7 separate regions of the Mus musculus genome follow, and regions 1, 2, 3, 5, 6 and 7 are each linked to region 4. A link is a contact called in public HiCAR-type, HiChIP or PLAC-seq and promoter capture Hi-C data. All regions are on one chromosome and are shown on one strand. Each heading gives the region's core, a stretch centred on a gene start, on an enhancer-like site or on the middle of the called end of the contact. The rest is flanking DNA. Distances are from core to core; before and after follow the strand shown.

Region 1 (3,397 bases), core at 637-3,136, 980 kb after region 4:
CATGATGGCTACAGTGGAGAAGTATGCCCAGCCCCTAGCAGATCTGGAGCAGGACACCAGGGCCAAGAAGAGGGTGTGGTCTGCGGGGAGAAAGTCAAAGCAGAAAGTTTCCGGGGGAGGGGTTATAGATGAACATGCCCAGCAGTATTTTTAATTAACTAACTAATTAATTAATTTTTATTCACTCTACATCCCATTTGCAGGCCCCACCTCTTTTCCTCCCAGTCCTTCCCTCACAACCCCCTCTCCCATTACCGACTTCTCCTAAGAGAATGAGAACTGCCCCCCACCCCCTTGGGCACCACTCCATCCTGGGATGTCAAGTCTCAGCAGGAGGCTGTGGTGACCAGCCATTCCCTGATGAAGATGGATGCGGGGCTCCACTAGGAGGGAGGGAGGGTCACGTGACTGTGCTGTGCTCTTGAGGTTTTACTCCCACCACGAGCCTGCTTTGACTGGAAGCCTTTTGTCAGGTCCTGATCCTGCAGCTGAGGTGGAATTCCTCTGTCTGTTTCTCAGTTTTTCTTCCTCTTCCTATCTGCTTCCTTTTGACTCCTGCTTCTCTGTGGGGCAGACAGCCCCTTCCCTGAGCTCATTCTGGTGGCCTAAGGACAGCTTAGTGCTGTTCAGAGCCCCCACGGGACTGTGGGCCCCTCCCCTTTCTGTGTAAGTGCCACACCTCCACAGCTGTCCAGTCTCTACCAAGCTGGAAGCCCCATCCCCTGATAAGAGCAGACTCCTAGCCTCACAGCTGGTTGGTTTCTCCTGTCGTCCATTGAGAGCCAACTGAGTGCCTGGTGCTGTTTTGGTGATGTGGTACGTGGGTAGCCACCAAAACTGGACTTGCTCTCTGGTGTCCAGGAGGTGTCTCCCATTGAGCAAAGGTGAATAACAGGCAGGTGAGGGGAGAACTGGGTCTAGGGTGATAGGTCATGGAAAAACGGGGACAGGGGAAATCTTTCTTGGAAAGAGTTTTCAAGGTGAAAGGATAGTGGGTGGGAACTGGGTGTCTGAGTGAAGACTCTCCAACAGTCTCTTGAGGTGCACAGGTGCTGGGGATGAAAGGGAAAGGAGAAATGGAGACTACAGATAGGCCTGTAGACTAGGGAACCTGCAGAACAGGGAGGATGCTAGCTTAGCCGAAGCTAACAGGGGTCTTAGAAGCTAAGGTGAGCAGACAGGATCCCCGCTGACTTGCAGTGGGAGGACCCCAAGGTGACCAGTGTCAAGCTCACACTGAAACTCAAGAATAAGGAACCAGATGTGGAGTAGGGAATGAGTGGGATCCAGAAGATGTGCGGGTACTCGTGTCCCTGGTGGAAGCATTACAGCTCAGGGAGAAGCCAGTCGGGTGGGCAGACTCCAGGGCCCAGGAGCTCTGTGGACAGTAGTTCTTCCCTTGACACCAGGGATCAGTGGGCAGTCAGCCAGTGCCAGCTTCCTCACGGACAACACTGATGTCAGAGTGTCTGATCCCTGAAGTAGGTGCGCTCTGACCGGCAGGTCTGGGAAGCTTAGATTTGAATGAGCATAAAGACTGTCACACCCTGACCCAATGTTGGCAGTATTCAGACTTTACATCCAGAATAACACTGGCTTTAAACAGTAAAGAAACACCCAGAATGAACTAAGCTGTTTGGCCCTGGCAGGCCATGATGGAATGATCCAGAAACCCAGGTCTCTTGACTTACACTTGCCAAGACCAGCAGATCCCTTCATTTCCTTCTTCTCCCTCCTGGGCCCTTCTTAGCAGATGAAGAGAATTTCATATTCTCCAGGAAAAGAGCATTGGGAAACCCCACAAATGATAGCTCAGCTCAGCTGTTCATTCCAAAGTGCTGAGCTACGGATCATCTGATCCGGGGTGTGTCTGGGGTGCGGAATGCCTTGCCCTTCTCTCTAGCTGGCCATGGAATGAGCTTTTCCTTGCATTCTGAGGTGACATTTACTACTATGACTACACTCTGGCTCCTGCAGCTGAGTTCTGACGACACTTAAAAGCAATTTGGCTCCTGGGTGCTATCTGAACTTTAACTTGCAGTCTGTACCGCGGTACAAATACTCACACATTTTTATCTCACTACCCATAAGGAGAATCTCCACCTCCCCCCAACACCCCCTCCATCACCACAAAAGGATATTTTTGTCCTCTTAATCTGAGGGGCATTTAGAACAGTCTGTCCCATTTCTTGTTAGTGACATGGCTATCATGTACTTTTTGCTGAATGCTTTCATGACTAAACTTTTCTTTCTTTTTTTTAAAAGAAAAAAACCCTTTCATTTTTTAATATTTATTAATTTATTTTATGTATATGAGTACACTGTAGCTGTCTCCAGACACACCAGAAGAGGGCATCAGATCTCATTACAGATGGTTGTGAGCCATCATGTGGTTGCTGGGATTTGAACTCAGGACCTCTGGAAGAGGAGTTGGTGCTCTTAACCACTAAGCCATCTCTCCAGCCCCATGACTAAACTTTTCTTATGCTCCTTTCTGACTATGGTATGTAAAGTCTGAAGAGTTCAATTCTGAGTCTGATTTCTACTTACCATCCATCTACCACCAATGAGGAAATCACTTATGATGCTGTCTGCCCATCTTTAGAGAAGATAAAATTGCATTAATTCTCACAGGAAGTCCTGTTGAGACGTTTTTTTGCACTGAGACTCTGAGAGGCAAAGGTGCCCCCATGGAAGTAAAAATCAAGACCAAAAAAAAAAAAAGTCCTTCTATTCTGGGAACCCATCCCAACAGAAAGTAAAACCTCTCAAGTTCTCTCAGCATGAAGCAAAGGCTAGATTTAGAATCTGGGTTTGCTGAACACTGCCTGCGAGGCCCCGGGGAGCAGAAGGGACGGAAGGTCCACCTGGGACATGCTGAGGACTGGGTTCAGAGTTCACTGCCTCCAAGTTAGCCTCCGGTGAAATCAGAGTTTGGTGCAGTTCCCAGAGCCACTCGGATGTCCTCTCTGCTTCCCATTCTGTCCCTGCCCTAGGCACCCTGTCTCCTACAATCCTACCACACGCAGAGGGAGAAGAATATTCCAGCGCTCACTTCCATATGTGGATGGGTAATCATTTACTATGTACACGCATACCACTGTTTCAATGTTTTTGTATAGTACAAAACACCCACGAGTGCAATGAACAAGACAAAACAAGATCCTAGTTCTAACCTGTACTCTGCCCACCCAAAAGTGCCCTGGATGCTCCCAATTCTAAAGAACAAGTGGCAGGTCATGGGTTTCTTTACTGATGGAAAGCACTGTGACTCGCCTGCAGAGGAAGAAGCACTTTCTCCCATCAGACCTCCCCCTAACTCCTGCCATTGTGCCCTAGCTCAGGGCTAGAAGTGCTAATGGGTGAACGGAGGAGCTAATCGGCGCTAATGCCTTAG
Region 2 (3,734 bases), core at 671-3,170, 960 kb after region 4:
GCGATGGTTCCCACTCACAACTCCTTCCATACCAGATGTGGGACCCCTGTGATGGTTCCCACTCACAACTCCTTCCATACCAGATGTAGGACCCCTGCGATGGTTCCCACTCACAACTCCTTCCATACCCGATGTGGGACCCCTGCGATGGTTCCCACTCACAATTCCTTCCATACCAGATGTGGGACCCCTGCGATGGTTCCCACTCACAACTCCTTCCATACCAGATGTGGGACCCCTGCGATGGTTCCCATTCACAGCTCCCTTCTCTCCCAGTTCCCCGTGTGTGCTTACAGATGAGTTTTCAAATATAAGAATATCTTATGCAAAGGCATCATTTGACATCTATCACATCTACTAAGCATAAAACTGTAAGTTATTGTAACCAAATGGAGTCACTCATCTATTTAATAACTGTTTATTAATAGATATAACAAGGAGGTTATATATAATATATGATATATGAGATAATATAACATATAACATAGAATATATAATATAATTGATATAATATATAACATAGTATAACATATAATATATAATATATCTTTGATACTCGACTGGTGATCAGATCACAGGAAACCTCAAGTGGCAGAGGCAAGCGGTGAAGCAGGCACCATCACAGGCAAGTTCCTATATTAACTCAGCCTTCAGAAGGTTTATGTCACATGCCCAGCATGCTACCTGGCTCCTATGTGCCCTATCTATAAACCAGAGCATGCCCAGAAATACATCTACATCTTTCTTTCTGAATGATAACCTTAAATTGAGCATGCGCAGGAGTTCAACTCAGCATTAACTAAGCACGTTCAGGATGGGGCCCCCTCTCCACTGCATAGGTGTTGTTGGCTTGCCGAACAGCTCCAGGCACTTCCCCAGAGGAAGGCATTGGATGCTTTGGAAATGGTTGCCTGCCCTTCCCTTCCTGCTGCAGGTAATATATCTTTCTACTTCATTTCATGCTGGCATTTGCTTTGACTTTGTATTCACCAAGATGTAGAACCATTGCATTGGCTACAGAACCAGAATTTTGTCCAGAAAACCCTTTCAGGATGTTTATCCCCAAATGGCCCACTCAGCCTTGGGTGGCATTTCCCTTGATAGTCTGTGACCAAGGAAGATGGTTTCAAGATGCTAGACATAATTCATTTTGTTTATAGAAATTATCCCTTGCCCACAATCATGACTTTCTGGGGTATACCTGTTCCCACAATAGCCCATTCAGCTCTCAATATCAATGTCCTGAAGACTGTCTGTCTGTCTGAATGTCTCTGATTATTATTTAGGTCAAGAGCATCAAGTATGTTATCCTTGCCACTGGTGTATCTGTGCACCCTTTCCTTACGAGGACTCTGTCTGCAAACAGCAACCCATCCTGTCCTACACAGTACAGGGCCTAGGTGCATAAGAATACAGGAAAAGCCAAGGGAGTTGTTCACACCTTGGTCCAGTGAAGAGACATGTCTGTGGGTATCCTGGAGGCTAAACTTGGTAGACTTGGGTTTCCAGGAGCTGCAGGTGAGGGTGCTGCTGGTTCTGTGTGGGTCAGTTTCCACATCTGCAGTAATGGGAAGTTCTTTACCATCTTTAGAATCACTTTGTCTTTCTGGGTTTATACGAGACCCATGGCAGAGAGATGAGTAGATTTTACGAGCATGTCACATGAGCGGTGACATGATAAAAATGTATTCGTATTTAAGTAGCGCTAACAGGTATGGGTCAACTACTTCAGCACAGAATTCTGCTTCTGGGAAAGTCTAGAGACAGTGGGTTTCTTTGGTTGTTTCTTACCAGCAGGCTTGAGCTCACCCTCAATTTGTAGTTCATGGTGTTCTTAGCATGGCTCCGCAGAGGGCTGTGCCAACAGATCTTGGCTCCGTAGAGGGGTGCGTCAACAGGGCACGGGAATGTTGGGTTCAACAAAGAAGTCATCGCCCAGAACCTTCCTTCTATTAGAACCTGGAATTTATGTTTGTTCCCAGGGTCAGCACTGCATTCTTTCCCCATGGTTTCCAAGGCTTCGGAAGCCTTTGTTCCCACGTCTAGGTTCACGTAGAGCAAGGCTGTTCCATCTCGAAAGCCCCGTTGGCTTCTCACTGTCTCTCAGTGTCCTTGGGTGGACCTCCACAGCTCACGTGACTCCACACCCCACAGCTTCCTGACTCTGAAGTCCTGTCATGGGACAAACTCACATCAGATGCAGGGTGCTGAATGGGTTTTAAAGTGTGTATGGAGTCCTCCCTCTCCCGCAGATATCAGAGTGGTCATAGTACAAGTCTGGGCTCTTATCATCATAAAGGATACTTTATATGACAGGGCTAGGGACATCTCAGATTGAAGCGACTTTGGGACCCATTTGGGAGTGACAATCCAGGCCTGGGTGTTTGTAGATCATCTCTTACTGTAACAGGCCCCCAGAGCTTAGTACATCCTAAGACCTTAGGACATCTGATGTCATGTTAGAGACATTATCGTGACCTTAAAACTGGGTATGTAGGCCCCAATGCCTGCCAGAATGGGTACTAAGACCAAATCCACCAAAAACCTATGCCAGCCCATAGTACAGGACCTGGGAAAGTTCCTAAATATACCAACCTTGCTTTTTGGCATCTGTTGTTGTCTTCTTGCTAACCAAAGCTTGACAACCAGGATGTAATTTTTGTGCACGCTGACAAAGAACTGTAGGGCTCAGGGCTCCACGGTTTAGGTCTACTGGCCAGTGAAGAATTTCTATTGGCTTGAAGGGACCCTGTGTTCTTTGGAGGAGTTACCTCCTAATACTTAGCCTACACTCCCTATACCACCCTACATTCTTTGTGCCAGAAGAAAACAAGCTACTCATAATTAAAACCTCCTCTGCAGCTGGGATTAGCAAGTAGACAAACTAGGCAGCTCTCAACAGGAAAAATAAAAGGTTTCTAAGGTTTTTCTTGGTCTTGTTTGTACAGTCCTCTAAAAATCATAGAAACAGTGCTGCCTATCATGCCCCAGGATGTGTCAGACACAATTACTGTGACTTGCCAGCCCCGGGGTCAGGAGTAATGGAACTTTATTCCACATTAAAAAGGATTATGGGTAACAACACTCAAGTTCCAGACTTTTCTTTTTTTCTTTCTTTTGCACACTATTGTTGAGCTCTTCTTGAAAAGAGCTCACAGCCAGGAGAGTGCCCAGGGAAGAAAAGATTTCTGGTGGCTGGTGTGCCCTCTTGTGAACAAAGGTGATACTGCAGTAGTGGCCATTAAGAGGGAAGAGGGAGAGAAGGGCTCTTTGGGCTGTGCTAGGATCATTCATGATTTTTTGAAAATAATTTGCTCAATTGCTCGAAGTTAGTGAGTATGTCAGATCCTTGCTGGTGAGTGAAAACACTTGACAAAGCCCTAAGGGAGGGAGGGCTTGCTTGGGAGGATACACAGCTACAATTCGAGAGGATACATAGTTCTTAGTGGAGGGGAGGTTTGCATCAGCAGTAAGAAAACAGAGGGAGATGGCCGCTGTTGACCAGCCTGCTTTCTCCTCTTTATGCAGTCTGGAACCCCAGTCCATGGAATAGCACTCCCATATTTGTAGTGGGACACCCTACCTCAACTGAACCTTCCTGAAACACACACACAGAGACCTATCCAGAGGCATGCTTCTTAGTTGGCTCTCTACCAATCAATCTGACACGGTGAGCCACGGGTGTAAGGTTAGACACACATTCTTGGGTGTTTCTGCTGTGTAGGTCAACTGGT
Region 3 (3,596 bases), core at 644-3,143, 920 kb after region 4:
TGGAAGTACTTAGAGTAACTGGCTCCATTCCTGACAGTCATTGGAATTTAATTGCTTGGGGGAGGGGGTAGCAGTGCAGAACATGAAGTCTTACGGGCTTTAAAAAATCCTGGGGACTGTCTGGTCTGGCATCTGTGAGCAAACAACACCCAGGATCCCCACAGGAGCCAACTAAAGCGCTTAAGAGTAGGAACGAGGTGTGACATGGGTATGACCTACAGGCAGGCAACCTTCCTTTTATACTTCACAAGGCTGCGTGCAGGAAAGATCAACCATAAAGGCACAGACGGAGAGAGCTGAGAGCTCTCAGGGCAATGGTAGAATCGGGGGAACGCCCTCCCTGGAGAAAGATGGCTCCACTACCCACTGCACAGCATACATCCTTCCATCTGACTTGGGTACTGTCAGGGAGACAGGTTGAGCATCTTGTCCCTGTCAGGTTTGAGAGGGATGACTGCATTCAGGGTGTCGTCTGCGTGCTGCTGCTGGCTCTCTCCCAGCCTGTTGCTCTGACCTGGACCTGGTCGGTTTTACCCAGCACTAAGGGTGTGAAAGGCTCAGTCAGTGCCACACCTGTTCACACCTGTCTCTGGGAGATAGCCACGGTGATGCATCTCAAGTCTGCAGTACGGTCCGGTTCTTCCTGAGGCAGGAGGATTCGATGGCACACTCCCTCCGCGATTACAGTCCTGGTCAGTTTCAGGACCTCATGAAGCATGAAGAATTTCCAACTAATTACCACACCTCTGGCAAATTTCAATGACGTCACTGAAATAGAGTCTATAAATGTGTAAGTGGGGAAACACATGGCAGGTAACCCCCAAACACCCCCTCTACGAGACACCAGAAGGTTATTTTTAATTACTTCCTTTACTTTTTTTTTTTCATCCTTTCAGAAAATTTCCATGAACAGCCTACTTAGTGTATAGCTTTGTAAAAATCCCTGTTGGAATGGGGTTGGGGTAGGTCTGTAAATGGTACCCAGCCCAGTGTGGGAGCTGGTCCACCCAGCATCCAGAGCCAGGATGATGGAGGCTGGGCACGTGGAGAAAGCCCTGAGGCCGCATCCTGGTCACCTTTCTGCCTTTTCTCCACCCACGTGTAAATGGAGACACACTAAGAGACCTTGAGAGTTACCTATTTGAGGACAAACTGAAATTAACATAATGAAAATGAAAATGATCTCAGCCTGTTTCTATTGTAACCAACAGGAACGGAAGGAAGGAGTCATTCCAGCAGTTTGCAGCTTTCTGCCCTGGTTGATGCCTGGCTACTGAACAAGAAGCGTTTTTACAGCTTTGGTGTTGAACTCAGAAAGGCTGGTGGTATAAATTGGCCAAGAATATCAAAGCAGAGTAGAGAGCAAATGTTCACATCCTCTGTTCACAGAAATCTGGCCATCGGTAATTTGCATAAAGCTGTTAAAAGAAGCATTTATCCCAGGATCAACCCTGATTTGACACACACTCCTTATGTTACCCGAGGCTGCCCACACAAGAGGAGAAGGCCAGTCTAGACACCAAGAAATGTCCACCAACTGGTTGGTCAGCTTCACTATACAGAACTTTCTTAAGATTCTAGACTCTATCAGGATGTGGGCAACAGATTTTTAATTACTATGTGTGGGATCGCTTCTTACAGATGCTCAGCGGGACCCAGGATGTAATGCTGGAGGTCAAACAGCCAAGAGCGCCCTAGGTAGGGCAAAGCTCGCGGCAGACACCTGTTCCTGGTGCTTTTTGGGGTTGGGAAGGGCTCAACAGGTCATGCCCGCGGGGTGCAGCAGCGGGGTCTCTTTACTGGAGGTGCTCTGTGCGCCACGGTGCTGCTGTCAAGGCTGGAGGCTACCAAGAGCGAGCTCCCAGCTTCTGCTCACTTGGTCTGGAATGGGTTAAGTGCGGAGGCGCAGGAGCTGTTGCGGGCAGGCGCCGGGCACCGCGCACACTAGATCCACGGAGGGCTAGCTCAGCTGCAGCCTCTGCCGGAAGACCCCCAAGCCGTAGGTGGCAGGCGGGGACAGCGAGGTGCACGCGCGCCCCGGCCGTGGGCGGCCTCCCAGCTCGCGCTCCCTCCAAGTGCAGGGCATACTCAGTCGCTGCCAACCCGGAGGTTGGCACGCGTGCGGAGGAGCCCGGCGCGTTCCCGGCATCGGGAAAGCGCACAGAATCGCAGCGCTCGCACAGGTGCGTGGAAGGTTCGCTCGCCCCGGGGGCGCTCACACAGGTGCGCGTGAATGGTCGCGTGCGCATGCGCGTCACACACCCCACGCCCCCCGGCCAGGCTGCGCGTCCTGGGCTCGGGTGGGTTTGCAGGGGTGGAGGGAGAGCGGCGAGCTGCGAGCGGTGAGGTAGGGGCCCGGGCGCGGCCTGCGGGACTCCTGGAGGATGGAGGGCCTTGTGGGTGGTAGGCAGGGACGCTGCTCTTGGAGGGAAGTGGGGACTGGGGGTTCGGAGGACCGGATTGATCCAAGAAAAAAAGCACCGGGCGTGGCGTGGGAGGACGACAGGCGACAGTGAGTCGCCTGCACGGGCCCCTCCCTGGCATGGGTCTGGCCGCTCCCCTCCTGCTGCCTGTGACACTGGGTTCTTTATGGGGGGGGGGGTGCAGCTCAGGGACTGGGCGCTAGCTAGCTCGGAAAGTGGACATGATTTGGCGGACCCGGACGGGGACCCCCTAGGCAGACTCTTGACGCCACGGGTAGTCTGCGGGACGCGTGGGCCACGCACAGCTACAGTATTCGTTCGGGGAGCCTCGGCTCGTAGAGCCAGACAGTGGGTCAGGGATGCCTGGTGGCCTGCGCGGGTACGTGCCTGACAGCACGGTGGGGAGGGGATGGAAGGAGGAAAGCGCGCTGCATTTAAATTAGGATTGAGTGCGCGGTTCGCCTTCATCCTGGGAAGAGGCTGGGAGTGGAGCCCAAGCCTTCCTGGAACCTTGCCAGCCCCGCTGTGCGGCTGGGACAACCCCTTCCAGGGCAGCCAACCCCCTCCAGGGCGGTGGGGGCAGGTCCTGCCGAGTTCCTCTCGGTTGGCCCTCTGCACCTGTAGCATTAGACCGGAGAGTTTTCACTCCAACATTATTTAGCTTTCCTAAAGAAGCACTTCTTTCCCCAGCCTGCTACAGTCTAGTCCAGGGATAGAAAGAATGAGCTCTTTTCCCTCCTCTAGCTCCACTCGGGAGCTTATCTTGAAGTTCCCAGCATCTTTCAACACCGAGTGACTAGTCCTTGGTTCCCCGTGGGTTCCCAGCACCCTACTCCTAACCACTGAATTACTCAGTCTCTAATTAGTAACCCTCACCGCTGTCAATGGCGCCCTTAAGCCTTTCATCCTAAGGGTTCCTATTATTAGACCCCCACCCCCACCCCAAGCCCTGCCAGGCAGAAAGGAGCTTTCCTGGGTACCGGGTACCCGGAGTTGCTGGGAAAAAACCGCGTCCCCACACTGACTGACTAGGCGCTCCAACGCTCCCTTCCGGTGTAACTCGGCTAAGGTCCTGATGAGATAAAAAGAATTCAGAGCTTTTCATATCAACTACTAGAAATGGCTCATCATATCATTAGAAAAATACAGAGGAAAGATACTTAAAATGTTTTG
Region 4 (3,879 bases), core at 562-3,061:
TATTTTCACGTGTGGGTTCTGTGGCTCTACAGATGGGAAGGCTATCAAAGAAAAACTGCTGCTCACATTTCCTTACTACCCCTGTCCTGTGGACTCAAACTTTCTGGGCTGGGGCTTTAGGGTGGAACGTTATACTATTTATAATATTTTTCAGGTCCTTGGTATTTCTCTTTGTCCTTCAAACACGAAGTCTTCTCCCTACACATCTGCTGCTCTTTCTCTGCAGGCAAACAAAGGAACTTGCTGCCTCGTTCTGCATGACATCATGTGGGTAACCAGATCAGTCAGGTTCTTCCTTTAGGCCTCCTTCTGTGGTCTCCTCTAGCCATAGCAGTGTTAACGCTGCCCAATCCAGACACTGCGGCTGGCCTGAAGCTCTGATCTAGGTCTCTTTCGGTATCTTATTCATTACCAAGCTGAGTCTTTCCTAGAAACCTTTCTTCCCATCTCTCTCATGCTTTCCCTCCCTCCTCCATCCCCATATAACCACCATGAGGCATCCTAGCTGGCCTTCTCAGGCTTAAATGCCTACTTCCAGGTTTATGTTTTGGGTTCACAAGCCCCACTCTTTGGAAAACACAGTATCCTTCAACTATTTACATTTTACCTGATAATTCTGTCATATAGTCTCTTCAACAGAAAAAGAGACTGTTTTCAGAGAGTAGTTTAGTGTCTGATTAAAACGACCAAAAGCTTTCCTGCATTTTACCTTAATTTACTGAGGTTAAAAAGAGTCTTAAAGTTGGCGAGGTGCTTTATAGATGATATAATTCCTTGCATTTAATGCCAAGTTTTGAAGCATCTCGAACATAGAAGGGAATTCAAGAAGAGAAAGCACAGGGTGTGGCGTCAACCCAGGAAACAGCTGAACCTATAAAGTGTTTGTATCCTCTTCCTTGCAAGGATTAGAAAAAGGTTTTGCTGCTCAGTAAAGAACACTTATGTTCATCTTGAAACACAACATCAGATCAGACTGTTTTGAAAGGGTTATATCTGTCCTTTCTGATCCCTGAGATCATCTTACTTCCAACCCCCCCCCCCGCCCCACCCCCATAAAGTTTGATGAAACTTAAGTCACTGAGGCTGAAGTGGAAAGTCGCTAGTTAAGGATGGGGACTATACTAATTTGTTCATGGTTTTCTTGCTTGCAGAGAAATTAGTTTCCTGCTTTTTAAGCAGATACTTATTAACTATATACAGTTGCCACTAGCCGTCTCCTCCACCTCCCTCCCATTTCACAAGAGAGAAGCATGTTTTAAACACAGAAAAGTCTCATATTCTCTACTCCTATCACATGAACTGCACTTCAGGACCTCAGGGTACTAACCCAGAGATGACTGCAGGCCTGGCTGCCCTAGGTAAAGGCAATCCTCCAGACTCTAGGTCTTGTGTCCTCCACCCACCACCCCAATCCCCATCCCCACGCGCCAGCTCCGCCCCAGCAAAGAAGATCCCAGAGTCCGGTGAGGCCTCTGCTCCACTAGTGTGGTCCAGGGAGAACGAAGGCCCCTAAAAGCTGCGACAGCGCCAGACCCAGCCAGCAGGAAGGGGAAGCCACCACAAGAAGGGTACCTCAGGGCCCAGCATGTCCCATCTTGCCCTAGACACTCAAGGTCCCTGTAGCCCCTACGATCCCTCAGTGCTCAGGGCCATCAGCCTACCACGTCCGCCACCCCTGGGTATCTCGGATCCAGTCTCCGTTCGCGTTCCGCGCTTCCTGCCTACCCTGCTTCCGAAGAGAAGACATACTGGACCCCAGCCGGGATCTCTGGCCCCAGCCGCCACCAGTCGCGCGGCGCTTCCGGATTCCTCTCGTGTAGGCCCGCCCACAATATTAGGAGTGCCTAATCCGGACCCGAATTCCCCGCCGCTGGATGTCAATCATCCATATTCGGGGGCGGATTGGTTCGTATGCGGCCCGGGCGTGGCTTAAACTCTGCCTCTAGGAGCCTGGCTCTGGAGCCTGCGCGGAAGGCAGACGGCCTGAAAGCTCTGCTCCTGTGGTTTGCGGTTTGCCCCTGTGATGGACGTGGGCCAAGACACAGCTGGGGACAGTACCGGCTCTGCACACTTGCGGAACTTGGAGTGCAAGCTGGAGAAAGGTTGCTGAGGAGAGAAGGAAGGTCTGGAGGCTTGAAGCAAGGCAAGGTTCCCCAGACACCTGCAATCCGTTCCGCGCGCCCCTCACCACGTCTGCCAGTTGTACCGCTGCACGGCTGGAGATGCTCCCATCTGTTTCGCGTCTACGAATCCCTCTCATTGTGTCGTCTTCCACTTTGCTTTTAGACCAGCTGTGTTACCGCGCTGGAGCCCTTGTTCCCTGTTGACATTGAGTCTTCACCCTTGAACTGCGTCTTCAGAAACATGACTGCCAAGTTCCTACATGGTCTGCAAGCTGGTGGTAACGTTCATGAAAGGTCAGATAGAGGAGCATGACCAAGAAGACTGTAAGGACCATATTCCAAAGAGATGGGCTCTTTGAAGGGAAATAATGCAGGAGCAAATGATTTGGGTTTCATCTTTGAGAAGATGAAAGAGGAAGACCTGATGTTATGAAGAGAATGCTCAAAACATTTTTAGAGCCTATCTAACGCAGGTTTGGATCTGGAAGGAGAGAAGGCGCGCGGTTGTTGCTATTGCAGGACTCTCTGGAACACTCACTCGGACATCAGTGAGAGTAGAAGCGAAGAGATGTCGCAGATGGACTCAAGCCAGGGTTGCTCCTGAAAGGCTTGGTTGGGCTCCAGTCTGTTGTTTGCGTTTTATACTCTAAAACCACAAGGTGGGGTGGGCAAGCAAGCGAAATTTTACAGATGCCTAAGAGGCAGTCAGCAGGTTGTTAAGGGTAACATAGCCCAATGTTTCTGCTATTTCTCCAGGTCGTTATGTTCCAAGTAGCCAGTAAAGACATGCTTGTCAAATAAGCAGGACAAGCAGTGCTTTGAATAAGTCATGAAATGAATCAATAAATCAGTATTTAATAATAGGTCTCTGCTGCTTTCTTCTACTTTACTGGTAAAGATCATGGAAGAAGCAACTTCAAACGGAGATGTGTAAAATTGATGCATTGAGCTTCGAAGTGAAATGACCCAATGTAAATGTCAAGGAAGTGGCTTCTGTCTCTCGGTTAAAAGGAGGTTGTAGCAGATGAAGCAAAAGTCCATTGCTAGCCCATTGCCATAAGGGAAATGTTGATCGTTAGCATCTGAGTTGTGACATAGAAGGTTGTGGGAAGAGTAGTCAGAGTGTGGATGTGTTTGCAGGCAAAGCAAAGGAAATTTTCTGACTCATCAGATTGGTCTGTGGTAGAAAAGTGAAAGTTTAGAATGGGTTCAGAGTTTTGGTTCAGAAGCTGAAAAGTTGGGGTTTCAGGATCATCATGGGGGGCCTTTGGGAAGCCCTTTGTTAACTTGTGCTGTGTGGCTTTCGATGCATAAACTTAGGAGATCATGGAGGGAACCAGCATGGCCACAATGGTGGTTAAGAATTGAGCCACAAAGACTTCTGGGCTTTGGAAAACTGAGAGATGAGGAGACCTAAGACTGACTAGAGAGGATGACCAGTGACAACTGTCCTGTGGCCACGTCAAAGACGAGATCCCCTGATTCACAGTCGTGTTTGTTCAGGGCAGATCTTTACCACCTTTGGAATCCTAGGCACAAAAGCCTGCCGGTTAAGGAAAACAGAAGGTGCTGGATGTGGACCACCACGCCAGCTTCTACACTCCCAAGAACTCCAGCAAACACCAGGATTCCTGTATCACGCTCAGTTGACCACAAGCACCATTCACTCAGATGCCAGGCTAGCCATGTGTGATTTGTATATTGTTGCACCAGGGAGGCACCATTTGGAGGCCTTGTTGGAGTAAGTGTGTCACTG
Region 5 (3,517 bases), core at 421-2,920, 900 kb after region 4:
TGTACCACGTCTCTACCCCCACGCACACCCCTTTCCCGCCCCTCCCCATCTCATGCGTGTTTCCATCCACAGACCAGAATTGATGTGTCCTTGCTGTTCAGTCCGCTGTGTACACTGGTCTCCAGTCACAAGGTGGTCCTGACGATCATTGACTGGTGCCACTCCAGCAGCATGCACGACATCCATCCCCTCTCTAAAACCCTCTGTCCGGCACTGGCTTGTTCCTCTTTCCCAGTGTGGGTAACCTCAGACCTTTTAGGCTCTGTGTTTTAGAATGTCAAGGGAATGGTAATTGGAAGTTTCCAAGACAGGGGTGGAGCTAGTTAGACGCAGGCGCACTACACAGCATTGAAGGCAGTGCGCAGGCCTGTCAGTCAAAGGAGAAAAGGGGTCCGCACAGCACGCCTGCAGCATAGTGCTGCATCCACTGCCTACGGTCAGGTCTCCCGTTCCACGTCCCAGTCTGTGTGTTTGCAGTTCACAGATGTATAGACTGTGTATCTTTCACTGCGCCATTGGTATTTTCTAGCCATATCTTACACTACTTATTATACCGATTGCTCATGCCCAGTTACCCCATCTGTCTTAAACCATCTTTCACCCAGCCCTGTCCCTATGTAAGCTCAGGTCACACTGTTTTGGTTTTGTTTCTGTTTTTATTCTATGGGGTGGGGTAGTTTAACCTGATGGTTCAGCACTCTCCTGCTCGCAGCTTCAGTGTCACACTGCCATCACCATTGGCCTCGGAGAACATTTGTAGGTCATCTTCCGTGGGGTTTACCAGCTCACCAGAGCAGGGCTTCAGGCCGTTCTGCTAAGAGTTTACACGTCACACTTTTAGACATTGTTTGGACATCTATTTCAGGACATGCCTTGGTGGCGTGTGCTGTCCCCCTCGGGGAGAGAGTGATGCAGAGAACTCTGGTGGTTTTCCTGTTGAGAGTAGAATCCAGGGCCCAATGCTTGTTTAACACCCCACCGTTTAACCAGGCTTTTGCCGCAAGAGCTGCAAACTGTAGTATGTGTGACTGACACAGATATCATCCGTGAAGACACTGCCTAAGGCCTGCAGACTCCCTAGGGCAGTGCAGTTTGCAGAAGCTGAGGCTCTGCCTGTAGCAGGATGTTTCTACCCGGGCAGAGGAGCAGACAGCTGTGCTAAGTTTCCTGGGCAGACCCAGGTTCAAAACATCCTCCCCAGGATGGCAGTGAGATAGCGTCACTCACGCCCAGGCTGAGCCTCAACTGAAGATCCTAATGCCTCAGCCCTAGTGCTGGGCTACCCCGGCGTCTGTTTTTTCTGATTCATGTATGAGCGGCTTCTCTGTGTTCCCAAGGCCCAGCCTGCCAGCTAGCCACAGGAGAGGCAGGAGGAGACCTGTGCAAGCATCTCCTCCCGTAGTTTCCTGGTAACTTCGGTTACTCTTACATCCACCTGTGAGTCACTGCTGTTGTAAGAACCTCCCTTCAAGCACAGAGCGAGCCCTACCAAGTCACAGGTACCATGGCAACTTCCTGGGATTTTTGTTACAGCTCTTGCCGGCACCAGTGACATCATTCAAGTTCCTAGAAAGTCCCAAGAACCTACGTAGACATGCTCCACAGGGCAGATCTGACGACTAGCAGTCCTCACCTCGTTGGTTCTGTGTCTAAACTAGCCCAGCTGAGTGTCACAGGATGCTCATCTAAGTCAGGGGCTGCTTTGTTGGTGATGGGAAACGCCCACCACATCCAGCACAGCACACTGGAGCCCAGCGGAACCCCAGCTGCCCTGTTTCATCAGGATGAAATCTTGCTTAAAGAAATATCCAAGAGCCAGAGTAGTGATTTGTTAGTTTTATACTGAGACATAGTAACACTATCTTAAGATGTTTTTCCCCAAATGGCAACATTATATCCTCCTCCTCCTCTTCCTCCTCTTCCTCACCATCATCACTGTTATTCATATTACTATAGTAAACTAAAACCAAAAGTGCTAGGGGATGCTCTCTGCAGCCTTCCTCTGAAAGCAACCAAGATAAGGTAGCATTCCCTGCCTGCTTTATTATGCCACACGCTGTAGAGAGGCTCAGTGCTGGAGATTTCCAAGGCTCAGCGAGTAGAGCATTCAGATCCAAGTACCAGTCCCCTCTGTGCAATATTTTAGCCCCAAAATAACTAGACACATTTATAGAGAGAAGCAAAACCTGCTTTTCTGGGAAAACGAGATTCATGCTGTTCCTGTTTTGTGGGCAGCCACAGCTGAGATGTGGGTGCAGCCCGGGATCTCAACCCGTGTTCACCCAGCTGGGGCGGGGGTGCTGCTGCTGGGGGGAGCCAGCTGCCTTCCTGCACAGACTGTGAGCCTACGGCTAAGCCTGGGTCGTGCAGGGTGGGGAGCACTGGGAGCCATTAGGGAGGAGGCCCTGAGGGCGAGGCATCCTCACAGCTGCTGCAGGGCTGAACAGGAAGGCTCATAGGCCAGGGCATCCTGGGTCTGGGGTCTCTAACCTGGCAGCCTGGGTCAGAATGCCTCCCAAAGGACAGGTCTGCCTCCTGCCAAGCATGAGGGCGGTTCCTATGCTGACTGTCACGTAGGGAGGAACTCTATTCTCTACATGTTATTTCTGTGAGTGTGTGTGTGTGTGTGTGTGTGCACGTGCAGGTGCTCACAAAGGCCAAAAAGGGTGTTAGACCCTCTGCAGCTGAAGTTACGGGCCCCTGTGAGCAACCAAACTTGGGAGCTTAGGAGGCAAACTTTGGTTGTCTGCAAGAGTGGTATGTGATCTTAATCCTTGAGCGTCTCTCCAGCCCCTTGCCATCTTTTCTCTTTCCCAGCTGCGTGTTAGCTTTCCTTCTTACCTTTGAGTGTGTGTGTGTGTGTGTGTGTGTGTGTGTGTTTAAAAATCTAATCTCAAAAAACTAATACCAGTCTAAAGCAATCTAAGTTTATGAACAGGCTGGTGTTCTGGGGTTCCAGTAGATGCTAACTTCCCAGCTGTTTTCCTAGAGCCATGGGGCACAGTTATGGCATCATTACTGGAGAAGCTTAACTGAAGGCTGCTTTCCTTGCTCTTGAGTTTCCACCATTTATGGTGCTTTTTACTAGACTCAGGTGGATAGAAGAAAAGGGATAAAGGGACAGACAGGATGAACAGCCAGGACAAGAATACAGCAACCCCGAAGTAGTCTTCAGCCACGGTCATCCTGTGACAGTTAACAGAGCAGCACCGGCCAGGGCTCCACCCATCCATCCCCGCATCCCTGTGACCTCTGAGGCATGCTCAGAAACTGTTTCGCAGGGAGGGAAGGAACAGGCCCTGGGCCTGTGTCCCTGCTTTCAAACAGGACACCAGACTTAGGGGATCCATGCCCAGGATCACAGAGCTGAACCAATGCTGCCCTGGTCCTTCATCCAGCACCAGTACATACTGCTGTGTACCTGCCAAGTACCATGTACCGTAGAGCAGACCCTGGCATTGTGCCCAGCCACGGGACAGTGTCGGGTGCTGTGGAGCTCTGGTGACTCCATTCTGCC
Region 6 (3,535 bases), core at 47-2,546, 800 kb before region 4:
TTATGGTCAATTTCAAAGGGCTCATAGGACAAACATTTGCTCAAACAGATTTGCGGCCCACTACAGATTGACTGTGCTTTGCCATGTGCAAGCCTGGAAATGAGGGCATCAAGTCCAAGTGTTCCCAAATCTTGAGCCTCCCAACATTTCCTTCCCCAGTGACGTTCCTGTCCAAGAGCGCAGGTGAGTGGCTTGGCCGCTGAAGTCTGCTAGCAGCTGGTCAGAGGAGTCTTTCTGCAGCTCTTCTCCATTATTTCTTGATTTCTAGGTTCAAACCTTTTAGTTTTCCAGCCTCGTCCTTCTCGGTATTGGTTCCATCCCCTCTTCCCTCCCCAGGGTTCGGTCCTCAGTTCCCCTGTTTCCTCTACGCAAACCAAGCCAAGCCGACATCTCTCCCAGGACAGAGACAAAACTTGTCTTCCTCGGCTCCCATTCGCTTGCATCCTCTCGGAGCAAGGCTACCCCGAGACCCAAGGAATGGGACTGTCAGGCGTCCTCCCGCGGTCCAGGCCTTTGCACGGCTCTACTAGGCAAACCCTCCTCTACCTCCAGGGCGTCCAGTCGGTCCCTCCCCGCCTCCAGGATTCCCAGCCTGATCTCAGGAAGAGAGCGGGCGAGTAGGGGATATCCTCGCCGCGGCGAGAGCTGAGCGGATCGCAAACCATGCTAACCCCGCGGAGCCTTGCGCACCACCTTCCGGGGATCGCGTCCTTCCACCTCTTCCACAAACCTCCCCGGGCTGACGGCTTCAAAGCTCTGCCAGCTCCGCCCCAATCGGCGTCACTGTCCACTCAGAAGCGGGACGGCTCCGCCCAGCAGGCAGGTTGTCACCCGTCGCACAGCCCCGTCCCGCCCTCCGGTCCGGTCAGCACCCAGCTGACCCGGCGCCGCTGCCCTCCCCGGAGATCCAACTGGGCTCCTCACACCCCTCTTCACACCATGCTACTCCAAGTCAACCGCGCCCTCCCTCAACACCACGACGGGCACGCCCGGCCTCTCGGTTCGGTTATCCTAATGCCGCCACAGAGAGGTGACCTCCGCGCCCGGCTCTGGCCCGCACCTGCAGAGCGCAAAGCTAGCCACCTACCATGCTCCCCAAGGCTGCCGAAGCGACTTCAATTTTCTGCGCAAGCGCACGCCGCTCTTCCTCTGCGCAGGCGATTGCCGCGGCGGCTAGCAGCAGGCGCTCTGCGCAGGCGCAGTGTTCGAACGCTCCCTTCAGGTGACTGGGGGGGCTCGCTCCGTCTTCGGCTCTCCGCGTGCAGCGTGGACAGGCGCCCCTCAGCTCCGAGGCACAGCGTTTGGGTCACATCGTAACCTCTCTCGGAGGCTGTTGCTGTTCTGAGGCTCTTAGGCTTACGCACTCTCTGGAAGCTGGCTGGCCGGCCGGCTCCCGGGACTCCAGTTCCCGGCGTGCATCGCGCCGCGCGAAGGACGACGGAGCTGTCCATCGGCAGCCTGCTTAAAGGAGCCGCACCTACTTTCCAGCTGCGCGTCAGAAGCGCCTGAAGTAAGAAGAGGGCGGTGCCGTCCTCGGTGTCCTGGTCCCGAGGCCAGGAAAGAGATGAGGGCAATTCTTTGGCGGCCCTGAGGTTCGCTGCGTCGGGGAACTCTCGATCGGGGACAGTGATGCTGAGGTCGCATGTCCAGAGAGCGGCCTCCTCCATCGGGGTAAGCTCTGCAGCTGCGGGACTTCTGTCCTGAGATGCGCTCCACCGGGGTCCTCATCCGGGTTGCTCAATCCTGGCGACTCCTACCCGGGGCTCCTTCTTGGTTTGTCTCTTCCAAAGGGGATCCTTCCTAGGAGACTGCCTTTGTCTACTTTCCAGGGGGTGGAGGGTCTTTTCCTAGAAGTTCTTTCGGGGTATGGGGGAAGACAACCGTTTCCAAGACTTCACCTAAACTCGGAGGTTCAGCTCCCCGAGCCTCCCGTTTTTTTGTTCTTCCCTGTAATTTTTTGTAGTCTCTCTGTCCCGCCCCGTGAGGCTGCCCGCAGACAGCCTCTTCTTAAAGATAAACCTGGAAAGACGCCCCAAGATTGTCTCTTTCAATAAGGGATGTGGGTGCCCTGCAACACTTGACTTAAGCTTATACAGCCAGGGAGGTTGGCAGAGTCAACAATCAAACCAAGATGGTTTACACATTAATTTCTTAATTTAGGTGGTAAAACCAATCAAGTAAGTTGAAAGTGACAGGGAAGGTCACTCTGGCCCAGTGGGTTTAACCTCTCGTTTATTTATTGTCAGCATCCATCTCATCTTCCTGGGGTGCAATGTAGATTTGCTTACTTACCAGAGAAGTGTTTGCTACTGATGAAAGGGCCTCTTTCTTCATAGATCTTTTTCTCCTCCTTGGCTTCCCTAACTAAAAAAAGAACAAGCAGCTGGCTAGTGAGTAGGCTCTGTGTCTCCTCTCTTTGTGGATTTAAGTTGGCACCTCCTGAACAAATAAAGTAGCTATTTGAACAGCCCTTTGGGCACCACCAAGAAGCCATGGTTCATTGGTTCTAAGTCATATAGGCTGTTTGCTCTGCCTCTGTTTGACTTATCTTCCTTTGGTGCATGGCATCTTATTCCTCTTCTGTATTATATTCTCTATTTCTTTTTCCAAAGTAGTTTCAAGGATTGGCCGGCTACTGAAGTGCTTCATCTTTGGCAGCTACCTGTTATGTTCATGTGGGTACAGGTGCTCTTTTAAAATGTACTTTAGAGTTAAAATAGGCTTTGCTGATGGAAGAAGACACATTTAATCCCAGCACATGGGAGGCAGAGACTCAGATCTCTGCGAGTTTGAGGCCAGCTTAGTCTACATAGCTAATTCCAGGACAGCTAGGGCTGCATAGTAAGACTGCCTCAAAAATAGATAGGTAGGTAGATAGATAGATAGATAGATAGATAGATAGATAAATGAATGGATACATAGATAGATACATAGATAGAAAGATGAATGGATAGATAGATAGGCTTTAATTCAGTAATTTTTCCCATTGAGACTTTTCTTTGCTGTCTCATCCATTTCTCCTTTTTTATATCATCTTGTAGAGAGCAGAGCTCTACTTTGGAGGCTGAGGCAGGAGAAGCAGATGCTTGAAAGTAGCCTAGTTATGTAGTAGTAAACATTGTGTTTCAAAAATGGATTTGAGGGTTTTTTTTCTTCTTAATAAACTCATGACTGAGACTATAAGGCTGAATCACCACGCCTAGGAATTTATGTGATTCTTATGCCGGAAGTATTGATGTTGCTGTGCCAAATGAAAAGTAGCCTGGAGTTTGACTCTCAGAAGGTTTCTTCCTCAAAAAAAAAAAAAAAAAAAAAAAAAAAAAAGAAAGAAAGAAAGAAAGAAAAAAGTAAGAAAGAAAGAAAATAAAGCTAGGGACAGCATTACACACCTTTAATCCTAGCTTCATTCAGGAGGCAGAGGCAGGAGGATCTCTAAGTTTGAGGCCAGCCTGGTGTACAGAGTGAGAACTAAGCCAGAGTTATACAGCGATACCCTGGATCCTGTCTGTCTCTCTGTGTCTCTGTCTCTGTCTGT
Region 7 (3,384 bases), core at 135-2,634, 880 kb after region 4:
CCTGCGAGCTGCCAGTGAATGTGGCACAGGCCAGGCTATCCTGAAGAAATTTAGGAGCAGACCTTCTGATGCACAGACAGTGTGCACTGTGTAGCACATCCCATAATGGAGATAAAGGGGAGACTGTGTTCTCAGAAACAGTGTCTTTTAAGAACTGTCTTCCGGAAGGACAGAGGGTTCTGCAGATTGAGGTGGGCACCCTGACTCACCCTTGCATGTGTGCCCTTGGCTGGTGACCCATTTGCAGCTGTACTGGCCTGGGTACTCCTGAAGGAGCCATGGTTGCGGGGTGACTGCAGAAGTCCAGCCAGCCAGCCCTGGGGTCCATGGGAGACTAGCCCTGGGTTGCCCCTTCTGTCTTAGGAACACGGAACTGGAGAAGGCCCCTGCTATCTCTTGTTGCTTGAGATGCAGTGAGTCCCGCATCTGAGAGGCATACACAGCAGGGATGACTAAATCCTTTTTTTTTTTTTTTTTTTGGGTTTTCGAGACAGGGTTTCTCTGTGTAGCCCTGGCTGTCCTGGAACTCACTTTGTAGACTAGGCTGGCCTGGAACTCAGAAATCCACCTGCCTCTGCCTCCCGAGTGCTGGGATTAAAGGCGTGCGCCACCACGCCCGGCCTGGGCTGTGTGAGTGGCATGACTCCCAGGCTGTCCGTACTCCCTTGCTGAGGTTTAATGGAATGCCAGCTATATCTGAAGTGTCAAAGGTGGTGCTTCGATGTTGTCCACGTGTAAAGCAAAGTGCACAGAGCAGCCAAGTTGGTTAGGCAGCCATTATCACAGACAGGAAAATTTTACTCTTCTACGTCTTGAGGGTTAGGCATTTAGGACATGTTGCTGGGTCAGGTGGCTCAGCAGGTACTGATCACCAAGCCTGACTGGCCTGCGCTTGCTCTCTGCTGCTCACATGGTGGAAGAGAGAATCCATCCCTTCAAGTTGTCTTGTGTGCATGCCGACCTCAGTAATGGGCATCTTTCTGCACTTGAGAGGTTTGCTACTGCTGCTGCAGACTCTGTCTAACAGTAGATACTGGGAAGGGGCTGGACTGGGTGTGTCTAGATCCACCTCACAGCAGGGGCAGCCTGTCTTTAGGATCCAATGAGCCGCCCTCCAGTCAGTCACACCAGCAGCAGGCTGAACTGGTAATCAGAGGTCCCCGAGTCTCCCCTGTGCTTCCTTTAGAGTTTTGGCCTCTGTGTGTTCTTTCCCCTTCCCTGGGTGGGGCCTGTTATCTCAGGATGTTTCGAGAAGCTGGGTAGAAGTTCTTGTTCCCATTGAAATCGTACGACTTTTGTGTTGTTTTGAACGACTGTAACATTCAGCTCTGGAAGCTTGGTCTGCTGTTTTGTGTTGGAGGCAGAACGTGGGTGTCACTGCCTAGCAACCAGTGCTGAGGAAGGGTGAGGCTGTGCCAGCAGAAGCAGCAAGGAGCTGCCCCGACACAGCTCCAAGCACCCAGAAAGCAGGCTTCAGATGGAGGCAGGGCATGAACGTTAGTCGTTAGTCGTATTGGGTTTCCACGATGGACTTTGCCTACAGAGAGGGGCCTGGGAACCAGTGGCCTGGGCTCCTGTGGGGACCCATGGGTTGGGTTAAGCATTCGGATCTCCTGAAATGACTTTGGAAAGTGTGTACTTTCCTGAGGGCAGTTTAAAGTGTTTTACTGACTTTTCAGGCTGTAGCTCATGGTTGGGAAGAGAAAGATGGTGAGCCATCTGTTGGGTAAGCTGCCCCTGTGCACGCTGGTCACAGACCCAAGAGGTGGGTCCTCATTTTCTGTGTCAGATGGTTATCTGTATTGGCTTACCTAGCACATGGTCCATAGGTGGCCTGGGGACTCAGGTGATGTAGGATCCCACTTGTCTTTCTGGTGGTCCCCATCAAAATAAGAACACACCCCCTGGTGTTACATCTGCATTCTTGCTGTATTTAACATACCCATGTCAGATGATATGATAATTTGACATCTGAACCCAAAACACAATGATTGAACAAGATCCCTAGTGTTTCTGTCTCCTAGAAAATTGTTTTTCAACTTGCGATTAACACGTGATAATTAGAAATGTTTGTGGGGCACAGAGTGACATTTCGGTCCTGACAGAACACATCCTGACTGATCTGAGTACTTAATGCCACCACCTCCTTGCCATTCCTCTGCATCTGGAGCTTCGTGTCACCTCTCTTCCAGCTATCCACTGGTTGCTGTAAACTGTAGTCAGTTACACTGCCTAGCGCTTTGTCTGCACCTATCTGGAGCCCCCTCTTCAGTCTCCTCTCCTCTCCCCACTCCCAGCTGCTGGAGTAACTATTCCACATACGGACCCTCGTCTTGCCTTTCTCACATGGTGTTTATCTTCCTGGGTCTGACTTATTTCATTTAGCACAGTGTACTCCGGTGCCATCCAGTTTGCCACAGATGGCAGGACTCAATGCTCTGTTACTGGGTGTAATTTTCCATTGTGTGTACCACATTCTCATTGTCAGCTCTGTCTGCTGATGGACACTGCAGTTGATTCTGTGTCAGGCGCTTGTGACAAGGGCTGGAATCAGCACAGGTGTGCCTGACACCCCCACATCCCCCCATTTATTCCCTGAGATACAGGCTTGGGTCGGATAGCCGGAGCATGTGGAGTGTTTGTTCAGGGTTTTCTGCAAAGCCTCCCTACTGTTCTCTGAGGGTGGCTCTAAGATCCCCATGAGCACCAAGTGATAATTCCCCTTTCTCTGAGTTCTTGCCTGTATTTGCTATTTTGTTTTTGATGATAGCCATTCTCACTGGTATGAGGTGAGGTTTGATGTGGCTTTTCCACAGTGCACATGGACTTATTGGGCATTTGTGTGTCTTACTCTTAGACATGTCTGTTCAGATTATTCGCCTGTTTTTAGTCGGGTTTCAATAGAGATGGCAGATGCTGGCCCTTTGTCACATGTTAACTCGCAGGTCAGGCATTCTTACGACTTCCAAGGCTCATCAGCCAATTGCTCCTTTTGCTGTGTAGAAACGGCTCAGTTTGATACAATGCCATTCTCCGGACCTTGATTTGTTGCCTCACCCCACACAGAAGCCAGATGGGAACCCTGGATTTTGCTCTCAGCAAGCAGCCAGGTATCAGACGCTTTAACCCAGGGAAGGGGACCTTTGAGGAGGCGAGGACAGGGACACAGCCTGGAGCTGGTTGCTCTATCAGAGGACAGCAATTCCTCCCAGTTCCTGATGGCTCTTGGGAGATGGAGAAACTCAGAGGGAGTGCTGTGAAGAAATGTTTGCCCTGAGATAAGCTTGGTGGCTGCTGCAGGAGGCAGCACCTGGGAGCCTGTTCCTACTGGCACTGACTGTTTTCCTCCACGCCAGCTCCTGCATTCCCAGATTTACAACCCAC

Evidence for each region. Promoter capture Hi-C pulls out the DNA fragments that hold promoters and counts their contacts. HiCAR-type assays count read pairs that join an accessible place to other places. HiChIP or PLAC-seq counts read pairs in DNA pulled down with a chosen protein or histone mark. Capture Hi-C pulls out chosen DNA fragments and counts their contacts.
Region 1: a contact with region 4 is called in a HiCAR-type map of fibro-adipogenic progenitors, with 8 times the contacts expected there. The contact joins the enhancer-like site here to the promoter of Erich1 in region 4. A contact is called at or near these places in 5 of 39 promoter capture datasets (the 3T3-L1 cell line, liver, maxillary cranial neural crest and 2 more), 2 of 115 datasets of contacts at active chromatin or transcription factors (embryonic stem cells and fibro-adipogenic progenitors) and 1 of 9 other capture datasets (embryonic stem cells).
Region 2: a promoter capture Hi-C map of hippocampal neurons shows a contact between it and region 4, with 6 times the contacts expected there. The contact joins the promoter of BB014433 here to the promoter of Erich1 in region 4. A contact is called at or near these places in 15 of 39 promoter capture datasets (the 3T3-L1 cell line, 3T3-L1-derived adipocytes, the SN4741 cell line and 10 more), 1 of 15 datasets of contacts at CTCF or cohesin (large pre-B cells), 5 of 484 Hi-C or Micro-C datasets (CD8 T cells, Th1 cells, embryonic stem cells and 1 more) and 8 of 115 datasets of contacts at active chromatin or transcription factors (astrocytes, embryonic forebrain and embryonic stem cells).
Region 3: a promoter capture Hi-C map of pre-B cells shows a contact between it and region 4, with 2.0 times the contacts expected there. The contact joins the promoter of Kbtbd11 here to the promoter of Erich1 in region 4. A contact is called at or near these places in 4 of 39 promoter capture datasets (cranial neural crest, hippocampal neurons, liver and 1 more), 1 of 484 Hi-C or Micro-C datasets (embryonic stem cells) and 3 of 115 datasets of contacts at active chromatin or transcription factors (astrocytes, embryonic stem cells and thymic regulatory T cells).
Region 5: an H3K4me3 HiChIP or PLAC-seq map of stem cell-derived neural progenitor cells shows a contact between it and region 4, with 4 times the contacts expected there. The contact joins the enhancer-like site here to the promoter of Erich1 in region 4. A contact is called at or near these places in 1 of 39 promoter capture datasets (hippocampal neurons) and 5 of 115 datasets of contacts at active chromatin or transcription factors (astrocytes, embryonic stem cells, large pre-B cells and 2 more).
Region 6: a promoter capture Hi-C map of liver shows a contact between it and region 4, with 2.4 times the contacts expected there. The contact joins the promoter of Tmco3 here to the promoter of Erich1 in region 4. A contact is called at or near these places in 3 of 484 Hi-C or Micro-C datasets (CD4 T cells, CD8 T cells and embryonic stem cells), 1 of 115 datasets of contacts at active chromatin or transcription factors (memory CD8 T cells) and 2 of 9 other capture datasets (adipose tissue and liver).
Region 7: a promoter capture Hi-C map of hippocampal neurons shows a contact between it and region 4, with 3 times the contacts expected there. The contact joins the enhancer-like site here to the promoter of Erich1 in region 4. A contact is called at or near these places in 4 of 39 promoter capture datasets (cranial neural crest, embryonic stem cells, frontonasal cranial neural crest and 1 more) and 2 of 115 datasets of contacts at active chromatin or transcription factors (embryonic stem cells and regulatory T cell precursor).

Annotation. Positions count from the first base shown.
Region 1 is chr8:15,071,130-15,074,526 of GRCm38.p6, forward strand. The region is part of intron 6 of Myom2 (myomesin 2); the gene reads left to right. Among named protein-coding and RNA genes, the nearest start is that of Myom2, 15 kb to the left of the region's middle. Within about 2 kb of position 1,887, at least 61 of the 459 cell types and tissues checked have an H3K27ac peak or open chromatin away from gene starts, as enhancers often do. A contact at or near this core is called in fibro-adipogenic progenitors, where this site is marked.
Region 2 is chr8:15,044,158-15,047,891 of GRCm38.p6, forward strand. BB014433 (expressed sequence BB014433) reads right to left here and starts at 1,921. Exons shown (of 2, transcript NR_037972.1): 1 at 1,810-1,921.
Region 3 is chr8:15,009,132-15,012,727 of GRCm38.p6, forward strand. Kbtbd11 (kelch repeat and BTB (POZ) domain containing 11) reads left to right here and starts at 1,894. Exons shown (of 2, transcript NM_029116.2): 1 at 1,894-2,183. It overlaps 5830468F06Rik (a long non-coding RNA gene), which reads right to left. Exons shown (of 2, transcript XR_003947516.1): 2 at 1,600-3,596.
Region 4 is chr8:14,088,516-14,092,394 of GRCm38.p6, forward strand. Erich1 (glutamate rich 1) reads right to left here and starts at 1,812. Exons shown (of 6, transcript NM_001034862.2): 1 at 1,726-1,812. The coding sequence starts at 1,747.
Region 5 is chr8:14,984,526-14,988,042 of GRCm38.p6, forward strand. The region is part of intron 26 of Arhgef10 (Rho guanine nucleotide exchange factor (GEF) 10); the gene reads left to right. Among named protein-coding and RNA genes, the nearest start is that of Gm35149, 10 kb to the right of the region's middle. Within about 2 kb of position 1,671, at least 95 of the 459 cell types and tissues checked have an H3K27ac peak or open chromatin away from gene starts, as enhancers often do. A contact at or near this core is called in thymic regulatory T cells, where this site is marked.
Region 6 is chr8:13,286,717-13,290,251 of GRCm38.p6, forward strand. It overlaps Tmco3 (transmembrane and coiled-coil domains 3), which reads left to right and starts at 1,297. Exons shown (of 13, transcript NM_172282.2): 1 at 1,297-1,671. Dcun1d2 (DCN1, defective in cullin neddylation 1, domain containing 2 (S. cerevisiae)) reads right to left here and starts at 1,410. Exons shown (of 7, transcript NM_001024504.2): 1 at 1,088-1,410. The coding sequence starts at 1,090.
Region 7 is chr8:14,966,812-14,970,195 of GRCm38.p6, forward strand. The region is part of intron 18 of Arhgef10 (Rho guanine nucleotide exchange factor (GEF) 10); the gene reads left to right. Among named protein-coding and RNA genes, the nearest start is that of Gm16350, 7.3 kb to the left of the region's middle. Within about 2 kb of position 1,385, at least 73 of the 459 cell types and tissues checked have an H3K27ac peak or open chromatin away from gene starts, as enhancers often do. A contact at or near this core is called in hippocampal neurons and regulatory T cell precursor, where this site is marked.